Regions from separate parts of the Mus musculus genome. Here regions 2 and 3 are each linked to region 1. A link is a contact called in public promoter capture Hi-C data. All regions are on one chromosome and are shown on one strand. The core of a region is the stretch at or near the end of the contact, and the rest is flanking DNA. Distances in the headings are between cores, read along the strand shown. Region 1 holds the start of Slc29a2 (solute carrier family 29 (nucleoside transporters), member 2). Region 2 holds the start of Snx15 (sorting nexin 15). Region 3 holds the start of Batf2 (basic leucine zipper transcription factor, ATF-like 2).

Evidence for each region. Promoter capture Hi-C pulls out the DNA fragments that hold promoters and counts their contacts. Capture Hi-C pulls out chosen DNA fragments and counts their contacts.
Region 2: a promoter capture Hi-C map of adipose tissue shows a contact between it and region 1, with 2.1 times the contacts expected there. A contact is called at or near these places in 1 of 130 datasets of targeted methods (microglia) and 2 of 9 other capture datasets (adipose tissue and liver).
Region 3: a contact with region 1 is called in a promoter capture Hi-C map of liver, with 6 times the contacts expected there. A contact is called at or near these places in 1 of 39 promoter capture datasets (liver) and 1 of 9 other capture datasets (adipose tissue).

Annotation. Positions count from the first base shown.
Region 1 is chr19:5,022,112-5,025,447 of GRCm38.p6, forward strand. Slc29a2 (solute carrier family 29 (nucleoside transporters), member 2) reads left to right here and starts at 1,895. Exons shown (of 12, transcript NM_007854.3): 1 at 1,895-2,166; 2 at 2,400-2,481. The coding sequence starts at 2,138.
Region 2 is chr19:6,126,246-6,129,990 of GRCm38.p6, forward strand. It overlaps Snx15 (sorting nexin 15), which reads right to left and starts at 2,015. Exons shown (of 8, transcript NM_026912.2): 1 at 1,804-2,015. The coding sequence starts at 1,902.
Region 3 is chr19:6,162,521-6,166,095 of GRCm38.p6, forward strand. Batf2 (basic leucine zipper transcription factor, ATF-like 2) reads left to right here and starts at 1,919. Exons shown (of 3, transcript NM_028967.2): 1 at 1,919-2,033. The coding sequence starts at 1,995.

The DNA of each region.
Region 1 (3,336 bases), core at 645-3,144:
CCCTGCCGTGTGTTTAAAACTGGTTTTATAAAGAGGGGCTAAGCTTGTGACTGCTTCATGTGTCTGAGCACTAACCAATCACATACTTATTATTTTATTACTAAGTGTTTTCCTTTCTTGCCTCCCTTAGGATGTCACTGTGCCATCAAAAATTGTCCTGCCTGGGTTCTGTTATGCACAGCATTTCGCCACAAAGTAGAAGCAAAATATTGGTTAATTACAGATCCCCAGTCAGGCTGAGCTGAGAATCTGAGGTAAAATCCAACTCCTCCCAGCCAAAGGGATCTATTAGTATGTCCCATAGTGTGCCAGCACTCTCCTGTCCCCGGTCCTGGTACAGGCCGTTCCTTCTCTGAAACGCCTCATCCCCTTCCATCCCAGCCCAAGACAACAGACTGCTCCCCAGACCCTCATCTCCATCTTCAAGATGGTGCCAGGGCAACATCCCACCCCCTGTCCCACTTTGACTCACTCTCCTATCACTGTCAAGTAGGAAACAGGTCAGTAATAGTTATTAGAATAAGCATTCGAAAAATGCAAGTGACTAACTGTGTGTAGGTAAAACTGTCGAGAGATGCTCAAGGCAGAGGGGATGAAGAGGCCTTGAAAACCTGTTAGAACTGAACTCAAGACTGTCCCTCTTGGCATAATGGAAGTCTGGAAAGAAAACTTAAAGAGTAACTGTCTTTCCCAGTGTAATCCATTGCTGTCTTTTCCCTAACGTCACCAGCTAGGGTTAGATGCAGCCCAGGGGTAAGAGTGTTTGCCTCGCATGCACAGGGCTCTGAGTTCAGTTCCCAGTACCACACAGTCATCTGCAGTCCACCATGATCTAAGGAACCACCTTCGATGAGCCAAGCCTGGTGGCTAGATTCCGGGAACAGGACAGAACAGGGATAGTAACAGCATGGTCTGGCTGATACATAGGAAAAACATTCTAAAAAACTATATTCTTTAGAAGACACACATTTATATAACCTTGTATATATATACTTTTATATATTCATATTTATTTGTATTTATTACTTAGAAGCACGTGTGCCACTGTGCTTGTGTGGAGGTTAGGGAACAATTTGCTGGAGTCGCTTCAGTTTTTCTAACATATGGGTCCTGGGCGTGGCCTCGGGGCATCAGGCTTGGCAGCAAACGCTCTCACCAGTCCACATAAATATATTTCTTTTTCTTTTTTTTTTTTTTTTTTTCGTTTTTTTGAGACAGGGTTTCTCTGTATAGTCCTGAATATATCCTGGAACTCACTCTGTGGACCAGACTGGCCTCGGACTCAGAAATCCGCCTGCCTCTGCCTCCCAAATGCTGGGATTAAAGGCGTGCGCCACCACGCCTAGTGAAAATTAGGTTTTTAAGCACTCCTGAGGGTGGCAGTGGCGACTACAGGGGAGGGGGCCGAACGTCACCTGGGCCACGATTCCCTCCAGAGCCTTTGTTCAATCCTCCTTGTTGGACCCAGGTACCGTAGGAGGGCCTATCTGTCCGTCTTCCACATATGTTGGGGATTTTCGTTTGCAAAAGTGCCTCGACCTCTGGGGGAACTCCCTCGGAGCACCGCGCTGGGACCTTCTGCGACAATTGATGACACTGGCTTCTTCCTTCTGGTCGGACTTACTTCCTAATCTGCTTAGAGCTTAGAGGGCTCCAAACCTTAGAACACGCCAAGAGGAAGAACCTCCCAGCTAGATCGACTGTGCCCAACAACCACCGGACCCCTTCCCTCCTGCGCAGTCCTTATCCCTTCCCCAGAGATTCCGGACCCGTGCCTAAGGAGAAGACGGGTGCGAGGCGAAGGGACGGCGGTGAGACACAGCTTCAGGCGCGGAAGCAAGCTAGAAGGCGGAACCTAATACCCTAAAGGCACAGCCACCAGCGAGGCGGAGTCTGGAGAGCGGGCGTCCGGGGGAGGGGAGCAATGGCTCTTTGTTCCCGCCCTGGAGGCGGAGCCGAGGTCCGAGCCTGCAAAACGTGGTCCGCAGTGTAACCCAACCCCGACCCTCCGCTACGGCGCTCCGACCTTGGGATTCCTGGACACCGACCAGCGTCGCTCTCCTTCGGCCTCCCAGCCCTGCGTAGGCGCAGGTGCAGCCGCCTTCTGTGGGCCTGGTGCAATAGGACTGCGGCAACCATGGCGCGGGGAAACGCCCCTCGGGACAGGTGAGGTGGGAACCCATGTGCTGCGTACCGTGGCCCAGGTGGCCACGAGCCTTTGAATTCCCGCTCGTCTTGATGCTCCTGGGCTCAAAGACGAACGGGACTACAATTCCCATCAGCCGATTCCCTTAGCTGCTTGAGCCAGGGTGATGGGGATTGTAGTCCGTTCTACTGAGGGGCGGCTAGGGCGGCCCAGGCGTACGTCCTCGGGGTGACCTTCTGATTGATCCCCACAGCTACCACCTGGTTGGGATCAGCTTCTTCATTCTGGGACTGGGCACCCTTCTCCCCTGGAACTTCTTCATTACCGCCATCCCGGTGAGACCCGCGGCCGCTGGGCAACCTCATGGCCACAAACCAACATCCCTCCAGCCGTCTTGAACTGAGCCACTTTCCTCACCAGGCCACTTACTACAGCTCAGCCTGTCAGGGACAGCACCAAGCCTCATAGAGGGAACCGCCTCTCCCCTGGCTAGGCAAACTTTTAGGAAGGTACAGATCTCAGAGGTGCAGGGCCATCCACGTAGGGAGTCTGACCAGCAAAGGAGTTTCCATCCCATGCCCTTTGTCGTTATTTTTGGCCAGTCACTCCAAAGTGTCTTTTTTCCAAGCCTTTGGCTTTCTTTGCAATGACATGAGTTACAGTCATTCAACTAATAATTAATGAGCAACTACTGTAGACAGATGTGGAGGAAGGCCCGATTCCCCAAAGCATGCATTCTTTTATAGAAAGGCAGAAATCTATAGCTTGTTTTCTCCTTTTTGTTTTATTGTTGTTGTTGTTTTCGTTTTTTTCGAGACAGGGTTTCTCTGTGTAGCCCTGGCTGTCCTAGAACTCACTCTGTAGACCAGGCTGGCCTCGAACTCAGAGATCTGCCTGCCTCTGCCTTCTGAGTGCTGGGATTAAAGGCGTGCATCACCACTGCCTAACTTTTGTGTTTTCTTTAGAATAGGGTTATTCAAACATATTCAGTGGGTTAACTTCCCAGGTGTCTGTGGAGTGCTGGCATCGGTGCTGGACCCTGATACCCAAAGATGGATCAGCTACTGAATCTGAGAGACACAGAGCCAGGGCTATTAATAATGAAACAAGACACGTGCCAGGCCATTCCACCCTGAAGCAGAGAGCTATAAAGGTTCTCAAAAGAAATTTCTTCTGCTTCATAGAAAAGA
Region 2 (3,745 bases), core at 765-3,264, 1.1 Mb after region 1:
TCTAAGTCCAATTCCAGGAGATTCAAGACCTCTTTTGACCTTTGATCTCACCAGGCTTGTATTTGGTACATAAACATACATACAGGCAAAATATTCATACATATAAAATTAAATAAATCTGGAGCTGGATCGATGGCTCAGGTTAAGAGCACTGGCTGCTTTCTAGAGGACAGAAGTTCTATTCCCAGCACCAACGTGAGGGCACACAAGCGCTTGTAATTCCAATCAATAGGGATCTACCACCCTCTTCTGGCCTCCTTTGGTATTGCATGGAGAGTGCACAGATGTTTTTGTTTTTTAAAAAAACAACTACGTTTTAAATCTTTAAGTAAATAAGCCAGGAGGGGTAGTACACATTTTTAATCCCTAGGGATGCTGCACTGGGGAGGCAGAGGCAAATGGATCTCTGTTTGAGCCTGGTCTACAACACAAGTCCCAGGACAACCAGGGCTACAGGGAAAAAACATGCCTCGAAATAAATAAAGAAAAAAATTAAGTAAATAAATCTATAAAATAAAAAAAGGATCATCTTGTAGGGTGCTGTGGCAAGAGAGAGACATGGAGAGAGAGAGAGAGAGAATGAGAGAGAGAGAGAATGAGAATGAGAGAGAGAGAGAGAGTTCTCTAAAATGTGGGAGGCCATGAGTTCAACCCTAGCACTGGAAAAAAAAAACAACTCTATGCATGTGTAAGGCATGTGACTAGATCTAAAAGGCTAACAGGAAGACATAAGGGTTCTGAATGCCTTGTCATCCTTTCTACCCTCCGGCATCTTCCTAGAGACAATTATTATATTTGTATTTTTTGGCATGAAAAAGTAAACCCCCGGAACACTCTTGACGTATCTAAGACTCTGACTTAGATTGCTTTGGGAGCGACTTGTATGTGTTTGCTTCCTTTTAACAGTCGACAAGCCACTAATCAAACAGTTGCCAAGTTGAAAAAAATTTAAGTACAAGAAAATATATAGTCAGTCTTTCCGCAGCAACCCGGTTTCTCCCATTGGAGACCTCCATAGTTACCTTGGGTAAAATTCTAAAAGCATTCTTTCATGCTGATGTTTCTACGAGCTCATTCTAAGTTTTATTGTTACAAACACCAATTTCAGCTTATTGACTTCCTTATCTGTTAAGACCAGTCTTTTTTTTTTTTTGCGTGAGTTTTTAAAACCACACAAATTATATATATATAATATATAAATAGTATAATAAAATTATATGTGTATATGTGTATATACACACACACATACATTTAAACTTTTAAAGAGCTTTTTTTATAGTTGGTCCTGGTGGTGCACGCCTTTAATCATAGCACTTGGGAGGCAGATGCAGGAGGGTCTCGGTGACTTCCGGGCCAGTCTAGTTTACATCGTGAGTTCGCAAAAGCCAGGGCTGTCTCAAAAAAAGAAAAGATAGATAAATAAAAAGGTGGTGGTGGGGCTTTTACGGATCAAGCAGGGAAAATTACCAAAAGTTACTCTAAGCGATTAGAGAAGGAATATTTAGGTTAATCCGGAGTTTTCTTGCTTTGAGAAATTCGTAGACCGCATCTAGACATCACCAACAACAGAGAGGGGGTACCGGGCCAAGCGCAGAGCCAAGCTCCACAGACTTTAAAAAATGACCCTTAGCCCCGCCCCAGGAGGTGAGGCGCCTTAAATCTTCTGTCTCAGGCGCCTCTTAAAGGGGAAATCTATTTGTGTAGGCCAAACCGCGACCTCCTTGAAGCTCTTTGCCTTTAAGGTACAGCACGGATCCGGAGCTGCTTAAAAGGGTAATGCTCCCCCGCTGGGTCCCACCTCACCTGAGCGGTTACTTTGTACTCTGTGTAACCCTTGGGGTGGGTCCTAGGGTCCGAGACTGTGTAGTGTCGCAGGAAGTCATCCTTCGCTTGGCGCGACATGACAGCGGAGCCGGTCGCCGGCTCCTCCTCCTGCACGTCGCCCCCGCTCCCCGCGTGTTGAGCCTACTGCCACTGCCAGGATCCGGCCTGCGCCCTTCTTCAGGCCCAGGGACCTAGTCGCAAGTGACACAACCGTTCTTGGCTTGGGGGCGTGGCTAAGGGAGTGTCTGACAAGTTCTAGGTCATTGGTAAAGCGGAGTTCTAGGTAGAGACTAAGGATTGGTTGTTTGGGAGAGGATTTACCAGCTGGCATCCTGGCATGTGATTGAACCCACTTCCCCCTAACGTAAACCCTCCTTACAGACCTCCGAAACGTTTCTTTATTTATCTTCTTTACACTCATCCAGCCTCTTATTTATGAATTATTTTAAGCTAAGATCTCTGCTGTGTTGACCAACTTCTGGGCTTAAAATATTCTCCTACCTAAGCCTCCTGAGTATCTGGAACTTCAGGTGCTTGGCATAGGGTCTAACCCATGCAACTTTTATTGTGTTCAAAATGTGCCTAGCAGAGCCAAGTTCCCTGCCTCCCTGTGCGGATTGGGGGGTGGGGGGAACGACACACACTGACATTTTCTGATGCTGAAAAAACTGGATAGTGACAGAGGCTCTGAAATCACAACACTTACACGTATTTGAATTCCCCTTAACTGCTTCAAATTTGGGGAGGTTGGACGTTGAGATGATCTCATGTAGCCCAGTTTGGCCTCAGACTCTCTATGTAGTTGAGGCTGGCCTTGGATTTCTGACCCTCCAATTTCCATCTCCCAAATGCTGAAATCCTTGGTAAGCATTACATTTCCCTCTTGTAACTGCATGCATCTAGTTTTTCATCTATGGAAAGTGGTACCTGACACAGTATCTTCTGTAACAGATCAGATCAAGAGGCATGCTGGCACAACACAGGGATAGCGAAAACCCAACACCAATTGATCAAGGCCAAATTGGTGTGGAAGATTATCACTAAACATAGATTGCAGCACATCCCACCACTACCAGAAATCCCATCTTCAAATAGGAAAGAGTGGATAAAAGAACCATTAAGGGTTGGAGAGATGGCTCAGCGGTTGTGAGCACTGACTGCTCTTCCAAAGGTTCTGAGTTCAAGTCCCAGCAACCACATGGTGGCTCACAGCCATTCATAATGAGGTATGACGCCCTCTTCTGGGGTGTCTGAAGACAGCTACAGTGTGCTGTAAATATAATACATGTAAATATGTAAATATAATAAATAAATAAATCATTAAAAAAAAGAACCATTAAAAAATCTGAGGTGAGATGGCTCAGCAGTTAAGAGCACTGACTGCTCTTCCAAAGGTCCTGAGTTCAAATCCCAGCACCCACATGGTGGCTCACAACCATCTGTAATGAGATCTGACTCCCTTTTCTGGGGTGTCTGAAGACAGCAACAGTGTACTTACATATAATAAATAAATAGATCTTTTTTTTTTTTTAATCTGAGATGTTGGCTGCGGTGGTACATCACACTTTTAGTCCCAGCACTAAGGAGGCAGAGGCAGGTGAATCTCTGTTTTGAGGGCGAAAACAAACAAACAAACAAACAAGAAAATAAACCATTTGTTATAGTTTGTATATGCTCAGCCCAGGGAGTGGTACTATTGGAAGGTTTGGCCCTGTTGGAGTAGGTGTGTGGGTGTGGGCTTTGAGACTCTCCTCATTCTAGCTGCCTTAGAAGTCAGTCTTCCACCAGCTGCCTTCAGATGAAGATGTAGATCTCTCAGCTTCTCCTGTACCATGTCTGCCTGGATACTGCCATGCTACTTCCTTGATAATACTGGGCTGAACCTCTGAACCTGTAAGCCTGATCAAATTAAATGATGTCC
Region 3 (3,575 bases), core at 669-3,168, 1.1 Mb after region 1:
CAAGGAGTCTAGTTAGAACTGCAGGCTGAAGCAGGGACACTGGGCCCTAGTCTTCTCAATAGGTGTTTTTTGGGGTGACGTCATACCCAAGCTTCCTCCAGATTGTTCCCCTGTGGAGTTCACAGACAGGCTTAATGAGCCCCTCAGGTGCTGCATCCAGCCAGCGCCCTACCCTACCCGATGTCTGGGAGACAAAAATAATTCCAAGAAATGGGTAGCCTAGGTCAACCCATTTCAGCCCCTGCCCCCAGGGCTCTCAGAAGCAAGGTGATAGGGTCCTGCTGGCACGTCCAATCTCATCGACCCAACAGTTTCAATTATGAATATGTCAGCGATCCTAGAATCCAGATCCACTGCAAGTCTCAAAGAGAAGATGCACCAGGCTGGGCAGTGCTTTCTAATAGGGAAGGGCTCTCTTCATCCTGTTCCTCCCCTTCAAACAGCTCTGTGGACTAGGAATGACTTTATCATCCACAGCAAAGGGATCACACACAGAAGGTATGGATGATAAATTTGGTGGGCAGAGCACCAGGGCTCATCTCTTAAGGCTCAAGCTGGCTTCAGGACCAGTTCTAGAGATGGCAAAAGATTCCTGTGTTGCATAACTCTGGTCATTACAGACATCACGACATGGCAGACACTACTAATCAATTGCAGTCTTTTTATTTTTATTTACTTTACTTATTTATTAAGAGACACCGTCTCTTCTAACCCAGGCTAGACCCCAATTCTGTGTAGCCATAAACTGCCTTGTCCTTCTGGTCCTCTTGCCTCCATTTCCCAAGGATTATAGGCATCTGCCACTGTGCCCAGATTTAGCACTTTTTGTTTTTTAAATATAAACTTGGACATAAAGATTCCTTTAAAAGTTTTATTTTGTGGGCTTGAGAGATGACTCAGCGATTAAGAGCACTGGCTATTCTTCCAGAAGATCCAGGTTCAGTTTCTAGCGCCTACATTTTTGCTTATAAATATCTGAAACTCTAGTTCCAGGGGCTCCAGTGCCCTCTTTTGGCCTCTGAGGACACGGGGCATATATGTAGGGCAGAGACATACATGCAAGCAAAACACTGGTATGCATAAATTAAATTTAAAAAGTTTAAATTCTTCATCATCAGTGGGACAGGGTCTCATCATTTAGCCCTGGTTGTCCTGTAACTTACTCTGTAGACCAGGCTGGCCTTTAACTCAGATACCTGCTGGGCTCTGCCTCTGAGTCCTGAGATTTGGAGGTTCGTGCAGTCACGAGCACTATCACGCCAGCTCTGATTGTTGATTTTTTGCATGAGTCCAACATCGGTCTCAGAGAGTTTGGAGTGGTCGTGTTGTCACAGTTCTTTTGTTATGCCTGGGAACTTTTATATTTTGAGAATTTTTAGTTCTTACTATGTAGCCCAGGTTGGCTTCAAACTCATGAATGATTCTCCTGCCTCTGCTTCTCCAGTGCAAGTACCACACCAGGCACACCCAGCCGCAGGCCTGGAAATTTGCTCCACCCTACCCATACCCTTCATAGATAAGGAAACCAAAGTTCAGAGAAGGTGAATCACCTTCTCAAAGCTGCACAGCTCCAGTGTGGACTGTGAACCTGGACTTTCTCAGAGACTATGGGGGCTCCTTCACGCACCCCACCCCAACCCCGCTTTTCCTCTAGGTTCTGTCCCTGGCATCCTGCCAGCCCTCTCCAGGATACGGTCTTGTTAACTGCTCCCATCTACCCTCCACCATCCTTCTTCTAGAGAAGGGGCCTAACCGGAAGGCTGCTCTTGTTAGGAAGTTCCACCCACGTGAGTGAGCGTGAGCGAGCAAGAGCCAGGGATTCTGGGCAGCCCATGGTTTTAGGAGAAACTGAAACTGGGTGTGCTAGGGGCGGAGTGGCCACTGGGGATTTAAAGAGCCACCACTTCCTTGGGCCTCCATAGGTCACTGGGAGGGGACAGCTGCTGAGGGGACATCCAGGACCAGACTGAACCTCTTTTCCCCTTGCCTAAGCCATGCAACTCTGTGGGAGTAGCGAGCTGCTGACTGAGACAGTGAGTACAGGGGACTAGGAAAGAAACGCTATGGAGAGAGACAAGGAAGGCTGCAGTAAGGTCACCATGATCTGTGTGACCTGGGAACTGGGCTGCACACTCCCATCTCACGGTTTAGTTCCTCCTGGGCACTGGAATGACTTCCTGGCGCTCACACTGCAGACCAGTCTCCAGCTTTGAACTTGGACCCTGCATGCGTGCGTACTGCTTCCTCGCAATCCATTTGCTCTCACCTTGCAGCGTTTCCCAGATCCTTCCCTTCTCTCTCTAGTCTCCCAAATCACAGCTGCCTTCTTTCCTCGCTGACTCTGTCTTTCTCCAGCCTCTATTCTGGTCTGAAGTTTGCCCTGAGGAGGATATAGCCACAATCCAAGGGACATGCAGAGTCCTCAGCCAGAGTGGCTGGAGTCTTGCCTGAGGTGGAGTGACAGAGACAGGGTCCCGCTCTAGGCATTTGACTTCAAGTTCCATTTAAGTTTTGTGGTCCCCGGGGTTGGAGGGCTCAGAGCTCTCAGGAGCAGTCCTCTCTGCCCAATGGAATCTCCATCAGTTCTAGGCAGCCGCCCCACTGCCCTGTGAGTGAGCATGGAGTCTTGTAGATCTCTTCTGTGCCAGGTAGGTGACATTCCTGCTTTGAGGAAAGATCTCGTGTATCCCAGGCTGGCTTCAAACTCACTATGTAGCCAAGTCTGGCCTGAACTAATCCTTCCATTACATCTTGCCATTTTGCCTAATTTTATTTGTTTGTTTTGTCTCCTCTTCCTACTCCTCCTTTTTCTTCTTCTTTTTCCCACTTCTGTGCCCTTCTAGTTTTGTGCCTGGTGCATAGTAGATGTTTAATAAATGTTTGTTGAAGGGATGGGGAGATAGCATAGTCAGTGAAGTACTTGTCTCGGAAGCCTAAAGACCTGAGCTTGGTCCCTAGCATCCATAAAGCACCTGGTTAGGTGGCAAGCACCTGTAAGCCCAGCCCTGGGAGAGGGGCGCTTGCTGACCAGGCAGCCCAGTCTTACTGGTGAGTCCCAGACCAGTGAGAGACTATATCTCACAAACAAACAACAAACAAACAAACAAACTAGGTGGGGGCCAGTTAGGAATGCTCACTGCTCTTGGAGAGGACCCGAGATTGGTTCCCAACACCTTCACGGGGCAGCTCACAACCAAATCACCTGTAACTCCAGCTCCAGGGGACTTAACACCTGCTTCTGGTTTCCAAGGGTACAGACACTCACATGCATACACAGGTCACCACATATACACACAACTTAAATTAAAAGAAGGCAGATGGCTTCTGAACATGAATGATACTTAAGGCTGTCCTCCTACAGTGTACACACACACACACACACACACACACACACACACACACACACAGAGGAAATTAAATGTTGTTTCAGTAAGTGAGTGCCAGCCCCTTTAGACTGAGTTGAGGACAGGCACATGGGATCATATCAGACCCTGACCCTGCTGCCTTTGTGGGGTTGTGGGCTGGAAGATCATAGGAATGGCAGCTCACTCTGGGGTGTCTACTCTCACCTTCTT